Linked DNA regions of Rattus norvegicus: regions 1 and 2 are each linked to region 3. A link is a contact called in public Hi-C data. All regions are on one chromosome and are shown on one strand. Each heading gives the region's core, a stretch centred on a gene start, on an enhancer-like site or on the middle of the called end of the contact. The rest is flanking DNA. Distances are from core to core; before and after follow the strand shown.

Region 1 (4,436 bases), core at 540-3,039, 280 kb after region 3:
GCACGATTTGAAAATGCTTGACAGACCTTAATAATGAAGTCTGCCTCAAGCCACAACACATGCTCACATTACTTCCCATTTCCATAGATCCTGAACTGATGGGGCTTTGCTCTCTTCCCCTGTATGCAATAATGTCTGAGTCCTAAAACCAAAGTGGCTTTCTATGGGTTGTCCCCGACTAAGTTTACTTACACCCCATTGTCACATCTACCTTGAGCAATCTGGTTCTCTCATAGCTCAGATTTGGTCACGTGGGGAAAACCATCCCCACAGAAGCCAGCTCCCTCCAGATTGCCAAGCCTTCCATTTCTTTCTACCCTCTCATCAGACCATCCACAACTCCCACTATGAGACACACAGTGCTGCTAACCCGACTCTGATCTTCTTCAACTCCCAGTGCACATGTGCCCGCCTCGGTAGGGCCAAATTTGAGCACCAGAACTAGAGGCTAGAGCGCTTGCCCAGTATCCAGGAGGCCGTGAGTTTCATTCCCAGTATACTGAGGAAGGGAGGATCACTGGCAAGCAAACTGTAAAGGGCCAGGGTGTAGGCGCTGGTAATGACATTTGACTCCAAGACGAGCTTATTTTTGATAGTCTGGATGTCCTGTTCAGCGTGGCTGCAGAGCCATGAAAACAATGTTCCAGAATAGAATGTGGTGTCAGTAGACCGAGAATCAATTTAGCCCAAAGGACGCTTTAATCGGCCTAGGGATGAGGCGTAGCCCGGTGATTAGGGAAGGACTTCATCCTTGCTTCCCAGAAGTCTCAAGCCCGCTACCTTCTCCAGCTCTGCTCACCAGAAGCTTCACCAGGAGCTTCACCCGTCATTCAGGAGTGAGCCATCCCCTGAGGTCGACTGTAATTAAGCATCCACTCAGCCGGGGCGAGCTTGGCACCTGCACCTGCAGTGGATCCCTGCTCCAGAGGCACCTGCGCTCCGCGTGGCCGCCCCGCCCGCCCGGCCTGGGCGCACGCGCACTTGCCCCTCTCCCCCAGAGGTGCCTCGGTAACAGATGGAGCAATCATTCTCGTCTTTCCGCCAGAAGGCCCCCGCTGCTCCCAGGACCGCGCGGTGGTTGTAAGACACATAATTAGATACGTCAGCGGACAATGCAGGGATTAGCCGGGGAGGGCTGGCAACTCGAGCCTTCCCCACCAATCCGCGCGAGGAGGCCACCAGCAAGGATCCCCACTCCTGGAGGCAGGATGATTAATAAGCAGAACCCTTCCGGGCGATGGGTCGCCCACGGAGGGTCCGAGCTCAGTGCAGGACCGACGGTGAGGATCACAGCCTTGCGACCCCTAGACCTACGTAGGAGTGACCTAGGACACCCACCGGAACGGATCTATCCTGTTCTGAATGAGTGACCTCATGGGGTCACTTCCCCAGGCTCTACAGGAACCTGAAGGACTAGCGATCAATGCTGCAGAAAGAGCGCGCTGCAGGGAGCTGCAAGGCGATCTCCGGCCGGCACATGACTTGGAAGCCAGCCCCTTATCTATGACAAGGGTGCTCTCTGCGTCGCAGAGGCGTGTGAGCGCAGCGCTGGTGCCAGCCGAGCCTGGAAAGCAGCAGCCTCAGTTAGGGTCGGCCTCTGAGATAACTCCAGGCCATTTAGTCTGTCCCTGTGAGGAGCACAGGGTAGATTAGCGGTGAGAGGGGAGGCTCGAGCGCCAGTGTGCCGGGAGAAAAACAGGGAACTCAGATCCGGGGACAGCTATGCACTGCAGTGCTGCCTAGGAAGAGCTTGGGGGATGGGGTTGGCACGATGGGGCATCCAGAGCCCGCCTGCCTGGCAGAGGAGAACCGGCTCTAGCACCACCCAGTGGCCGCCTCAGAACACTCAGGAGGATAGGTAAACCAAGAACTGACAGCTGGAGACCATTAACAATTACACGGTTCTCTTTTGCTCTCACCCTGTCCTTCTTTCTGGGAGTAGAAACCCCGGGATTCACACGTGCCTGAAACGGGCTTTACCACTAAGTCTCACAGGACGAGCTACAACAAACAGCAGTTCTCAACCTGAGGTCACGACCCCTGAGGGGTGTCAAATGACCTTTTCACAGGGGTCACATATCACATATTTTCTATTCAAAATAGTAGCAAAATAGCAATTAGGAAGTAGCGACGAAAGTAATTTTATAGCCAGGGGTCACCGCAACTGCATTTAAGGGGTCACAGCGTTGGGAAGGTTGAGAATCACTGCTCTACAAATGGAACTGTAAGGGTGGGTTGGAATAGTTACCGGTTACTCTCCCACTCTGTCTCCCACCCTCCATCTACAAAGTGCCTGCCCCTGCCCCAAGGTGGCCATATGCTGCTATCAAGCACCATCTCAATGGCCAACCATGAAGAAACCAGCTTACCTCAGCTGATCTAGTCAGGTTTCTGAGGAGTTTGTTGGAGACTAGACAAATCAGCTCTTCTGATCAGAAAAGAGGGAGCTGCAGGGGCAGCTGGCAGCCACTATGGTCAAGAGGGGTAGCCAAGTGGAATTATGTCAACACTGAGGATGTTGGAGAGAGACCACACAAAGAGCTTTGACATGTGAATCGCTTGGGCAAGCTGCTCCTGAGAGCCATTCTACTGCTGAACTTGTCAGACTGTACACTAATTAGTTATCTCTGCTGACTGAAGTCGCTGTGTTAGCGTTCCTGTCACAACATTCTCTTCTCTGGAGTTTGCCCCAAGACCCCACTGATGCCTGAAACCACAGACAGCATTGAACCAGGACATGTTTTCCCTACCCAAACACACCTACAATTACTTATTAATCAGGCACAATAGGCCTCTTATCAGGCAACAAGAGGAACGGCAGTACAGTAGATGAGCTGTTACAATACTGGCAATAGATGCTCTCCCTATTTGTGTGTCCACAGACCTCGGCAACCTCCCCGGTTTGTTTTCTCCTGAGTTCTCTTTCACATGAGGGAAGTGTATTGCATCTTCTCTGTGGTGCATCTGCAAGGCCAGCATTGAAACTCTCATGTTTTGGGGTCATTGTTAAGTAGAATCAGGGTCACTTGAAACTCAGCAAGGCAAGACAACAGGCGATGTGACAGCTAAGGAGCTGCAAAGTGACCGCCAGCAGGTCGCATGCACAGCAGGACAAAGCAGACTTGCACACGATTCTATCACAGACTCAGCAACTTGCAACTGAAAACTCAGGGATTCTGTTTAATGTCTTCAGACCATGGTTGACCACAGGGAAACAAATCCTGGGGCAACAAGGGATAAAGGACTATTGTACTTACTAGAAAGGCCTTTGATTAGATCACGGATGAAGGAGGCAGACACCCTGTGAATCCATGACAGGCTCTGGGTGCATACTGATCGAGACAGACGGGTGGAAGGGAGGTGTGGGAGTCCCAGGCAGACATGTGAGAGTTCACCTTACTGACACCACTTAAGGACTCCCAGTGTCTGCGTCTTTCACATCAGACCCGTTTCCAAGACTCCCCAGTGCCCAAGCCCTTTCCTTGGCGTGTTGTGTCTGTACATGGATTTTTCTAACTTTTTCCTCCCTGAGTTGTTGGCAAGACCGACTCCAGATCCCTTTGTGGCTTTTCCCAATGCCTCTTTTGCTCCCTGCATTTGCCAAGGGCCTGAGTCCTTCTTCACTTCCCAGTTCAAATCCTAGAGAGCAGAAATTTATTCAACTCAGTTCCCGCCCCCTTACGTGCCTCCCTGGTGAGTCTGAGGAGACACACTTGTTTTCAGACATGTTGCAAAAACAGGGGCATCTTGCTCACGCATATCCTGTAATTGTTTTCACTGCAGCCATGGAGTTATGATTTGGAAGGTTCTTCAGAGACAAGAGAAAGTAACCACAGCTTTGTATGAAGACTGAGAGAGCCAGGCTTGGTGGCCCACATCTTTAATCCTAGCACTTGGGAGACTGAGGCAGGAGGATCTCAGTGAGACTCAACCTATATATTGAGCTCCAGGAGAGACAGCACTGGGGGGAGGGGGGGGACTAACCCTGTCTCAACAACGACCACCACAAAACAAAACAAAAAACCAAACAATAGCAAAAAAGAGAAAAAGTAAAATTTACATAGTATAGGAATCCAATGCTATTTAAACAATGTGTGAGAGTGTATGTGGACTTTCTTTTTTTAAATTAAGGAATGGGGAAATTGCTAAGAAGGTAACTGAGAGGTGGAATTTTTCTTAAAGCCCAATGGTGTGTTCAGTTTCAACTTCCATATGAAAAGAACAGCTTCCGAATGCTAGCTAGATTGGATATTTGCAAAACCAGGAGCAGACTGGCACCAGCACTCTGTACCCAGTTCTGTCTTTTCCTAACTTAATTGTGCACAAATCTGAAACCGCAGCTCCGGAGCCCACGGGGCCAGGGGACAGCCTGGTAGGAACCTATGTTCTGCTTCCGTCCCCTCAGCCTTCCCTGGACCCACAGCTCTGGGCCTGAC
Region 2 (4,864 bases), core at 403-2,902, 390 kb before region 3:
AATATATGATTGTACATGTATATATGATGCTTGTAATATGATTGTCAGTATATATTGATACCCCTTCCTTCAAACCGCAGGCCTAACCTCCTTACCTGGTCATAAACAGTCATGGAGGCTCTCATCTAAGGGAAAACATTTGGTAGAGAGATGAAGCTGAGCAATGAAGAATGGTTCTGTCAGATGGTTCAGTGGTTAGGAGTACTTCCTGTACAAACAGGAGGAGGGCGGGGGTTCAGATTGCAGGACCCACGTAAGAAGACAGTATCCTGCATCCATCTGTAACTCCAGCTCTAAGGACAATGGAGATAGACTCCTTGGGTTGGCTGACTTCCAGCCTAGAGACCCCTCCTCAAAACAAAAGGAGAAAAAGAAAGAGAAACCCTGAGGCCTTCTTCCGGCTTCTGTGGGCACAGGCAAACACATGTATGCAGCGGCTCCTACACTCACACATGCACACAAACAAATAAATAATTAGGAAAAGAATAGTTCTGTGTGCCTCTAATCTCTTGAGAGGCTCACTCTGGGGATGCCAGTGGCCATGCTGTGGCAGCATTCTAGCCGCCTTGCAGGAAGCTAGAACTGAAGCTGCCTGCCACAGCCAGCGCTGACCTGCCCGTTGTGGGGCCGTTGTACTTTGGATCTTCAAAGGCCCCTGTGCTTAAGACCTGGTTCTAAACCTGTGACGCTTTCGTCAGGCACTTGGATGGAGAAGAGGTAGGGCCTGGTGGGAGGAAGGTGGCTGCTGGTGTCCGGTATGGCTTGGAAGGGGATAATGGAATTCTGGCCCCTTCTTTGCTCTCCTTTGTTACCTGGCCACCAGGAGAGAAGCTCTCCCTGCCACATCTCCCCTGCCATGATATGCGATGCCACTATGTCCTCCAGAATAATGGGCCAGCTGAGCAGGGATGCAGCTTCTCACACTGAGCCAAAACAAACCTTTCCTCCTCTGATGCGGAATTCTGTCAAGTACTTTGTGGCAGTGGCAGAGAATGTACACAGTTATCTGAGCCACCCAGGAAGGAGACAGACTGTGTGGCCAGCCCAGGCAAGCATTCAGATGACTGAGGCCTCAGCCTGTGGGGAGAGAAGGGGGTTCAGACACCATGGATCAGACACTAGCTGTCTCCTGTGCCCCATCTCCTCTTCTCTCCTACACACAGGCAAAGAATGTTTCTTCAACAGTTTTAGTATGTATGGAAACTTCTAGAAGTATACCTACTGTGTAAGCCAAGGGGACACATGCATTTAGTTTTGTTTGTGTGTTTTGTGTATGGGACATAGGGTCCCACTATGGTGCCTAGGTTGTTCTGGAAGTTGCTATGTAGCCCAGGCTGGCCTTGAACTCACAATTTTTCTACTTCTACTTAAATACTGGGATTACAGGGGTGTGTGTGTGTGTGTGTGTGTGTGTGTGTGTGTGTGTGTGTGTGCGCGCCACCGTGCCCAGTTTTTACTAAAAGCTGTTTGAAAGGGATTAAAATATCATGATATGTCGTCAAGTGTGTCACTTGTCACACTTACAGCTGCTCCCTTACAGTTACTCTTCAAGTACGTGAGGTGCAGTGGAACTGGGCTGTGTGTGTTGTACAGTTGTAGCCATTTGTTTTCACTGGGACGGATAAGAACCTGACCCTTTCCTGATGTCCCTCCAGGCATCCGAGCCTCTGTATACAGGGCCATAAATAGCACTTCTTCAGTTCCTTCATCCTGGAGTTGGACTGTTACATCTATTTTTAAAACTCATGAGTAGGCACTTTCTGTTTTTAAAGGAGATTTCATTTCCTGTTAGTGAAGGGACATTATAAAATACCAGTCAAGGAAAAGAGTGTGGGACTCTGGGGCACTTCCTAGAGAATACTTTACTGGCCTAGGAAATTATGATTGTTTGTTCTTCGGCTTCTAGAACAAACCCCTTGGCAACCTTCAGAATTATTCCCTCCTGTCTGACTCGAGGAATTTTCTTCTTGAGCTCCAGGAGCCTTCTGCTGTCCCCCAACATTCTGCACTTTCTACTTCCCTCTATAGTGCTTTCTTATCTTGACCTCTCTCTTTCCCCTTGCCTTTTGAAATCTCTTTCATTCCATCCTAACACAGTCACTCTACAAACAAATACAGAGCACACATGTCTATGTCTATACACATGGGGCTCCAGCACGGGGACAGGAGCCAGTTGCCTGTCACCCTCCCCAGAACTTGGGAGAGATTACTCTGCTCATTGAAGACATATTTGAAAACTAATACACGCAGAGAGAGAACCCCCAACAGGCCTTTCATCTTCGCTCTCTCCTGAATTGCTCTCTGCCAGCATTCCGGGTTTCTCTTGTTATAGATACACTGTAGCAACCTCAGAGCTTTCTGCATAGCCTGAAGGCTCAGCAACACAGCCAGTCTTTCCTCCTTCTAGCCTGAACAGCTCCAGAAGCATTCTCTACTGTTTGCACACACCTGATATGTGAGTGCACCTGCCAACTCTCTCCACACTCCCTAGCAGAGGGGGATTGGTACTTGCTGCCACTTCTCTTCCCTGAGGAGTGAAGACAGCATGGGAAATTTAGACCCTGGGCTGCTTCTCTTCAGAGACCACCCTGCTAAGTAATGGGTGACTCCAGGTAACCAGGACCATTAAGACACCGAAATACCCCACTGCCTCTTTCTCTGTGCTTAGCAACAGCCCACTGCGTCTATTAACTCCCTGATAATTGCCTGCCCTCTGCCTTCTTCCTGAGGGCTGGTGTAGTTCAAGGACCCTCCCAGAGACTGCTTCGTCGGCATTTTTCGAGGGGCTGACTTTGGAAGACACAAACACATATACACACATTCATATGGAAACATGTGTTTACACACAAATATAGACATATACACACAAGATACAGGAGAAAGCTTTTTCAGATGTGCTCACAAATGTGCTGCAAGAAGCAGCCTTGTAAAACCATGCTGAACTTTACTTATGTTGTAAAAAAACCAAACAAACAAAAACAAGACAGATTCTCTAGAAGGTTCCTGTAGCCCCTCTTCTCCAATCCCATCCAGATCTTTCCAGATAAGATAATTTGGAAGGGAGCCAGCACGGACACATTTCTGGCCACAAGAGGGCACTCTGCAATCCCCAAAACAGGATATTTGTGGCTTCTTTCTTCTCTCTTTCTTTCTTTCTTCCTTTCTTTCTTTCTTTCTTTCTTTCTCTCTTTCTTTCTACCTTTCTTCCTTTTTAAAGAACCGGCATATGCGTATGGACCCAGGCTAACAGTCAACAGACAATCCATCTTGCAGAGACAGTGGTGGCAAATGGATTTTTAGATAAGGGAGGGAAGCCAGGCACGGCAGCTGTCAAGAGGGGTGAAGTGGAGACGGGGGTTTTGTTCTTTCTTGCAGGTGGATCGTGGAGAGCCTCGGTTTTGTTTGTCCTTACTCAGTAGGTAGCAAATTCCAGCCCTGAGGTTCTTAACTGGGGTTGTCAATAGTGTGCCCTCTTCCACCCTATTGCCTCCAGCCACTGAGCTTAGGAAAACCCTTGTCAGCTCTGCAGCAGGACTAAGCCAGGGTTCAGACAGCAAGTGGTCCAAGTCACTGTTCTGAACTTCTGGTCTACTCAGAGACAAATTGGTGACCAGCTCGGTTTGGCAGAGGTTGCTACAGTTCCTGGTAGGAAAGGCAGCTTGGGATATCAGCTGCCACCTTTTCTCCATCTAGACCAAGGCGGTGTTCCCTAGTGGCACAGCCTCAGATGCAGAGTGTGCTCTAATGGTTATTTGGAAAGGACTCCAGAAACTACTTACGGTGGGGATTGAAGGACAAGCCACTAGATGTTCTCTCATGAAAGTTACTACTGTGAGAGCTCAATTCCACTGGGAAACTCCTGAGCCAGTGCAGGACATGGGCCACTCCCAGAGCTGTCGTTAGTTTTCAGCTGAGAGATTCAAGGGGAGTGGGACTGGCAGGAGGCCCCGGCCATTGCACACAGTCCTTAGGCGAACATGCAAAATGTGTAAGTCTGAGGAGCCGTGGGCGGGCACAGGTGGCTTCGTCCACCTCCTGCCTCCCTGATTGCTTCAGTCAGCCAACACAGACTGCTCACGTCTCTTTCCTGGCTCTGACATCGGCACTAGGGCATCTCATGTCTCCCAGGTTTTCTCAGAGCTCCGGCCAGGGCTCGGCAAATTGACACCCTGTAGCATTAGAGATACCCAATCATTAGAGATACTTATTATGCCATTGGGGAGAGGAGGCAGACTCGCCCACATGGGAAGGAAGCTAGCTGCAGAGCTCTTGGCTTTGGGGGGCTGGAATCACATACTAGGTAGATGTTGGTGTGGCTCCACGGGGTGCTGGGTCGGAGTCATGCTGTGTCTAAGAGTTGAGGCCATAGGACCTCACTGCAAAGACAGTGCTGCGGTTCTCAACCTGTGGGTCGAGCTGTCTTTTGGGGGTCCTGTGTCAAATATCCTGTATATCAGATATTTACACTACGAGTCATAACAGTAGCAAAATTACAGTTATGAAATAGCAACATTAATAATTTTATGGTTAAAGAATATCATAACACTAGAAACTGTTTTAAAGGGTTGAGGGAGTATTAGGAAGGCTGAGAATCACTGGCTTAATGGGTTTAGAGTGGCACTCAAGTGTCTGCATTTCTTTTTTTTTTTTTTTTTTTTTTTTTTTTTTTTTTTTTTGGTTCTTTTTTTCGGAGCTGGGGACCGAACCCAGGGCCTTGCGCTTCCTAGGTAAGCGCTCTACCACTGAGCTAAATCCCCAGCCCCATTTCTTTTTTTTTTTAAGATTTATTTATTTATTATATATAAGTACACTGTAGCTGTCTTCAGACGCACCAGAAGAGGGCATCAGATCCCATTATAGATGG
Region 3 (4,612 bases), core at 1,703-4,202:
AATTAAGTGAAGCAATGCACTGGCTAGGACAGCATAGACACTGGTCATGTTCACTTCTTCATATGAAACCCACAAGTTACACAGAACTCAAAATGTCACTTGCATTCCACTTAGTGACGACTTAAAACACTTAAGTATTGATAACAAACAAATCCAAGCAAGATTGTTTTAAAAAGAGTATCATGAACTGGTGAAGGTTTCCCACCTGCATACTGCGCTCAAAGCCTACTCACTCATCTGTATGAAAAATCCCTAAAAGACGGTACTTCATTTTCGGAATGGACAAACTCAAATATCCTAGCATGCCAATCCAGTTAAAATTTCATTGCTGTCTGTCATCTGTGTGTGTCTCTGAAAACATTAAACAAAATCTTTAATCAATACCTTTCACATGCTTCCAAAAAGTTGGTGAATCAGACTTTTCAATAAAAGTAAAAGTTGAAAAGCATTTCAATGTGATATAATTATTACCAGCAACACATAAGACACAAACTTTTGAATCTGGCTGTAGTTTCTCTTCACCAGCAAAGTTCTCAAGTTCTTACTAGTTTCCTGGTCATTTCCTCGAACATCAACTACACTAACACTCAAGGCAAAACCACAATAAAGAGCTTTGGCCTCAGCGGGATTCTACATGTAAAAAACATTACTCATAAATAATATAGTCACTATTGATTTAAAGTAACAAATACATTTCTAAACTTTCATGCTGTGTGATGGAATCTCCGATTTTAGACAGCAGAACAAATCCTAAGAAATGGGTTTTCCACTTAACTAAATCTAGTATGATACAAAAAACTAATGTGAATTTACTTATATATATAAAAAAAAAATCCTACTAGCTGGGTGCAGTGAGGCTGAGTAACAGGATTGTGGTTCCAGATTAGCTCTAAATATAGTGAGATGCCATTTTAGTAGAAAAACAAAACTACTTACAGGGAAATAAACTTCAGTTCTTGAGTTTTGATTCAAAGGTCTCATTTCTTAATAGTGAAATTCACAAAATTCCCCAGTAACTGGAGCAATTCATTCCAATTAAGACTTACAGCTGAAGCCTCCTTAATCCCAGATGTAAGTAAAGCAACTAGACCCTGACAAGGCACCTCGCTCAGAACATCCAGGTGGAACTAGTCACAATGGTATGCTGCCAATTCAAAAGCAAGCACCTGCTGTAATGAAACATTTAGCCTTCAACCTGGACGCCTGATGAGTCCTAAGCTAACTCTCACTTTCTTATGTGCTCTAAATACAGTCCCTTTAAATGGGAGCAAGAACGCCATAACCTAACTCTTCGAAACAGAAATTCTAAATCAAAGTTTAAAACAGCTGCAGGACTATAGAACTAGTTTTAATGTTACTCTACAAATAGTTCGAACTCATTTGCTACCACATGCAGCTAACCACTCTCATCTTAATATAAACGAATCCCTTTCAATGTTTTAACACAAAGCCATTAACACTAACTTAAGTCTATTCACCTCAACATCTCACACCATTCTACATAAGCTACTAACAAAAGACACATCAGCAGGCCCCTTGCCCCACAAATACACTTTTTCCAACCCTCCAGGATGTATCTTCAAGTGCAAAAAAGAGATATTTCCAACCCAAGACAGACAAAAGGCACGACCCAGTCTTATTGTACCACCATACCACCATTAAACTCAGGAAAAAACTAATTCTGGACAAATTAAAACTACTCTGCACACAACAAATACCAAAATGTCCAATGTCCTATGATCCATCACTATTCCCTTCCTCTCTCTCCCCGGTGGGAGCCAATAGCAACAAGCCAAAGGATGCAAATGTCAAATAAATCCAATGTCTGAAACAAGAGGAAAACCTGGGGAAAATCCCTCCCATAAATCCTTTATTTTAGCACGAGGCACTGAACGCAACTTGAAATGGCACGCAACCCCAACCACATCGCCCATCCCCAAATGCTAAGGGTCGTAATCAACAAGTTGGCAAGAGGGCGATCAATAATAATGAAAGTACGACTCACTCCCCTCTCCGCACAATAAATAAAGCCAAAACAAGTATTTCAACAAAAGCTAGCACAGGTCTTCCAGTACCTGGTGGAGGTGCCTTTCCGCACATCGCAGATGCTGCATTTAAAGGCTTCGGCGCTGTTCCTAAAGGTGCAGACGCTACAATCCCAAAAGCCTTCGTCTGCAGCCGGTTTCGCTTGTCTTTTTGGCCTTCCGAGGAGTGGAGAACCGAGGAGAGAATAGAGAAGAGAAAACAAACGCTGGTAAGCCGTCGTCAATTCACAGGAATCCGACGCTGGAAACTTCTCGCAGCGACCACCCATCCACCCCACTGGCGGGCACTGGGGCGAGAGGCCGACCGGCAACGCGGAGCCGGGCGCCCCCTCCGGCCCCGGGCACCGAGCGCCTGACGGCGGCGACGGCTCACGCGGGGCCGCGCCGAGCGCAGGAAGCGGGCCGACTCGTGGGCGCGAGCGCGGGGCGGCGGGGGCGCGGCGCGGGCCGCGGGCCGGATCCCGAAGGCGGCGAGCAGCCGGGACGGCCGGGCGGCGGCGCGGAGGGGGCCGGCGCCGCGCGCTGCCCGCCCCTGCTCGCGCCCTCCCGCCCGCCCCACCTGGTTAAATCTCCCTTTGTCTGGGCGGAGCGGCGACGGCGGAGGGCGGCTGAGGAGGAGCCGCCATGGCTGCGGCGCGCACGGCCGCCGGCCCGAGCGGAGCGACACCGCCTCCCTCCGCCCCCGGGTCTCCATCTTAGCGCGCCTCCCCCGCGCGGCCGCTCCGGCCTAGTCGCCGGTGTCCCCGCCCGCCGCGGCCGCCCTCCCCTTCCGCCCCTTCGGCGCCCGGCAGGTACCTGGTCGGGCTCTTCTTGTCGCCCATGGTCATGGACGGGCTGGCCCCCGGCGCCCCACAGCTGCGCGCGCCTCCGCTCAGAGGAGAAGCGCGGTCCGCAGCGTCGCGGAGCGGCCCCCGCCCTCCCGCGCCGCCCGCCCGCCCTCCGCCGCTGGGCTCGAGCTCCAGCCGCCGCCGCCGCCGCCGCCGCCGCTGCCGCCGCCGCCAGTCTCCGGACGAGACTAGTCCCCGCCAGCGCCGCCTCCGCCGAGTGACTGACGAGGGGCGGGGCCGGGCGCCGCGCGTCATACACCGGGCAACCAATAAGAGGACGACGACCGGCGCCGCGGGGGCGTGGCGTAGCGCGCGGGAGGGCGTGGCGCCGCGGGGGGGCGGGGCGGCCGGCGTGCGTGCCCGGGAGTGTGTGTGCGCGCGGGGGGCGCGCGTGCCTGCCGGTGGCCCCCGCGGCCCCGGCGCGTCTGAGCGTGCGAGCCCGGCAGGGAGCACGTGGCCGTGCCCGCGGGCCCCCGTGGCTCTGTGGCGGCCCCCACTCGCTGCGGAGCCCTGTGCGGCCGACGCTGGGACTCTGGCCCCGCAGCGGCTCCGCTGAAGTAGTTCCGCGCAGTTTGCGCGCGCCGCGGGGGGCTGCGCCTCGAGGCCCGCGTCTCCCGCACTGCCGCTTCTGCCACGAGGGGCTTTGTGGCTGTCTTCCCCAAGCGGCCCTCTCGGGCGGCAGCCAGACCTGCACCCTCCTGAGCCGGGGCGCCGGAGGGAACTCTGGAGAGGGTGTGGCGCAGCCTCGGGCCCCCGCAGCCGAAATAGGGCGTTTCCCCGGGGAAGTTGCTGTTCAGATCCAAGCGACCACATGCCCGCTTTCCAACCTCGTGTCGCGGTTCCTGCCTCTGCGAAATGAGGCTCCTAACGCTCCTCCCAGGAAGGGCACGGTGGATGAAAAGCACTCTAACCTGTACCCCGCACTTAGGAAGTACCAGGGCCCGACTCCGTTCCCTCCGGCGTCTGAGATTGGGAGAAAATTGGTACCCCTCACTTTCTGCCTTGCTCCAAGCATGCTCTTGCTACAGGGTTTTGTGACTCAGGACCCTCTACCCCCAGGCACTACAAGGAACCAAGTGGGGGAATGTCTTACGATTAAAGGAAGCCCCAGGTCGGGAGCGGAGGGGCGAGAAACAGGACCAATAGGTGATGCTAAAAGGTGGGGGCAGAGATGGGGTGTGGGGGACCGATAAGAGCAAGAGCTCTGGTTGACTTGCAAACTCAAAGTAGGTAGTTATCAGGACTGGCTCTAGGGAGAGGAGCAAAGCGGGAGACCCACTGAAGTTCCAGGAGAGCCAGAAAGCAGGAAGTCCTGGGATCTGAAGGGAGAGAATAACAGAGGGAGGCTCTGTGACTAAGATAAACTTGATCAGCACTAGATGTCCTCCAGGCAGGCACACCCAGGAGGGCCAGCTACAGTGTTCAGCAAGGGTCAGCAACCTCTGAGACCTGGGCCACTTACTTCTTAGGAGTGAAGGAGGAAGAGGAGGAAGGATGAAGTCCCAGGGGCAAAGGGGCCAGAGATAACCAAGGAATGTGCATGTCAAGGCATGGCCCTGGGCCAGCAGCCTTGGCCCCTAGGGTCGGCTTGGAGTATTTCCAGCATTCTGCCCCTGGTGCATTTAAAAAAAAAAAAAAAAAAAAAAATCTCTTTGGAGGGGGAGGCAGGGAACCACTGAAGGAACTGATGCAGCTTAGTTCCTGCCTAGCAAGCAGGAGGTCCTGGGTTTGATTCCCAAG

Evidence for each region. Hi-C and Micro-C count contacts between places; a contact is called where the count stands out from the background.
Region 1: a contact with region 3 is called in a Hi-C map of liver, with 2.3 times the contacts expected there. The contact joins the enhancer-like site here to the promoter of Rybp in region 3. A contact is called at or near these places in 5 of 12 Hi-C or Micro-C datasets (the A7r5 cell line, Schwann cells, frontal cortex and 2 more).
Region 2: a Hi-C map of frontal cortex shows a contact between it and region 3, with 2.7 times the contacts expected there. The contact joins the enhancer-like site here to the promoter of Rybp in region 3. A contact is called at or near these places in 5 of 12 Hi-C or Micro-C datasets (the Rat2 cell line, Schwann cells, frontal cortex and 2 more).

Annotation. Positions count from the first base shown.
Region 1 is chr4:134,759,787-134,764,222 of GRCr8, forward strand. It overlaps a transcript of Shq1 not described here. Among named protein-coding and RNA genes, the nearest start is that of Shq1, 100 kb to the right of the region's middle. Within about 2 kb of position 1,790, at least 45 of the 93 cell types and tissues checked have an H3K27ac peak or open chromatin away from gene starts, as enhancers often do. A contact at or near this core is called in liver, where this site is marked.
Region 2 is chr4:134,090,924-134,095,787 of GRCr8, forward strand. LOC103692198 (a long non-coding RNA gene) reads left to right here. Exons shown (of 3, transcript XR_001837651.3): 3 at 1-4,600. Among named protein-coding and RNA genes, the nearest start is that of Prok2, 180 kb to the left of the region's middle. Within about 2 kb of position 1,653, at least 5 of the 93 cell types and tissues checked have an H3K27ac peak or open chromatin away from gene starts, as enhancers often do.
Region 3 is chr4:134,481,780-134,486,391 of GRCr8, forward strand. Rybp (RING1 and YY1 binding protein) reads right to left here and starts at 2,953. Exons shown (of 5, transcript NM_001399600.1): 1 at 2,841-2,953; 2 at 2,076-2,201. The coding sequence starts at 2,872.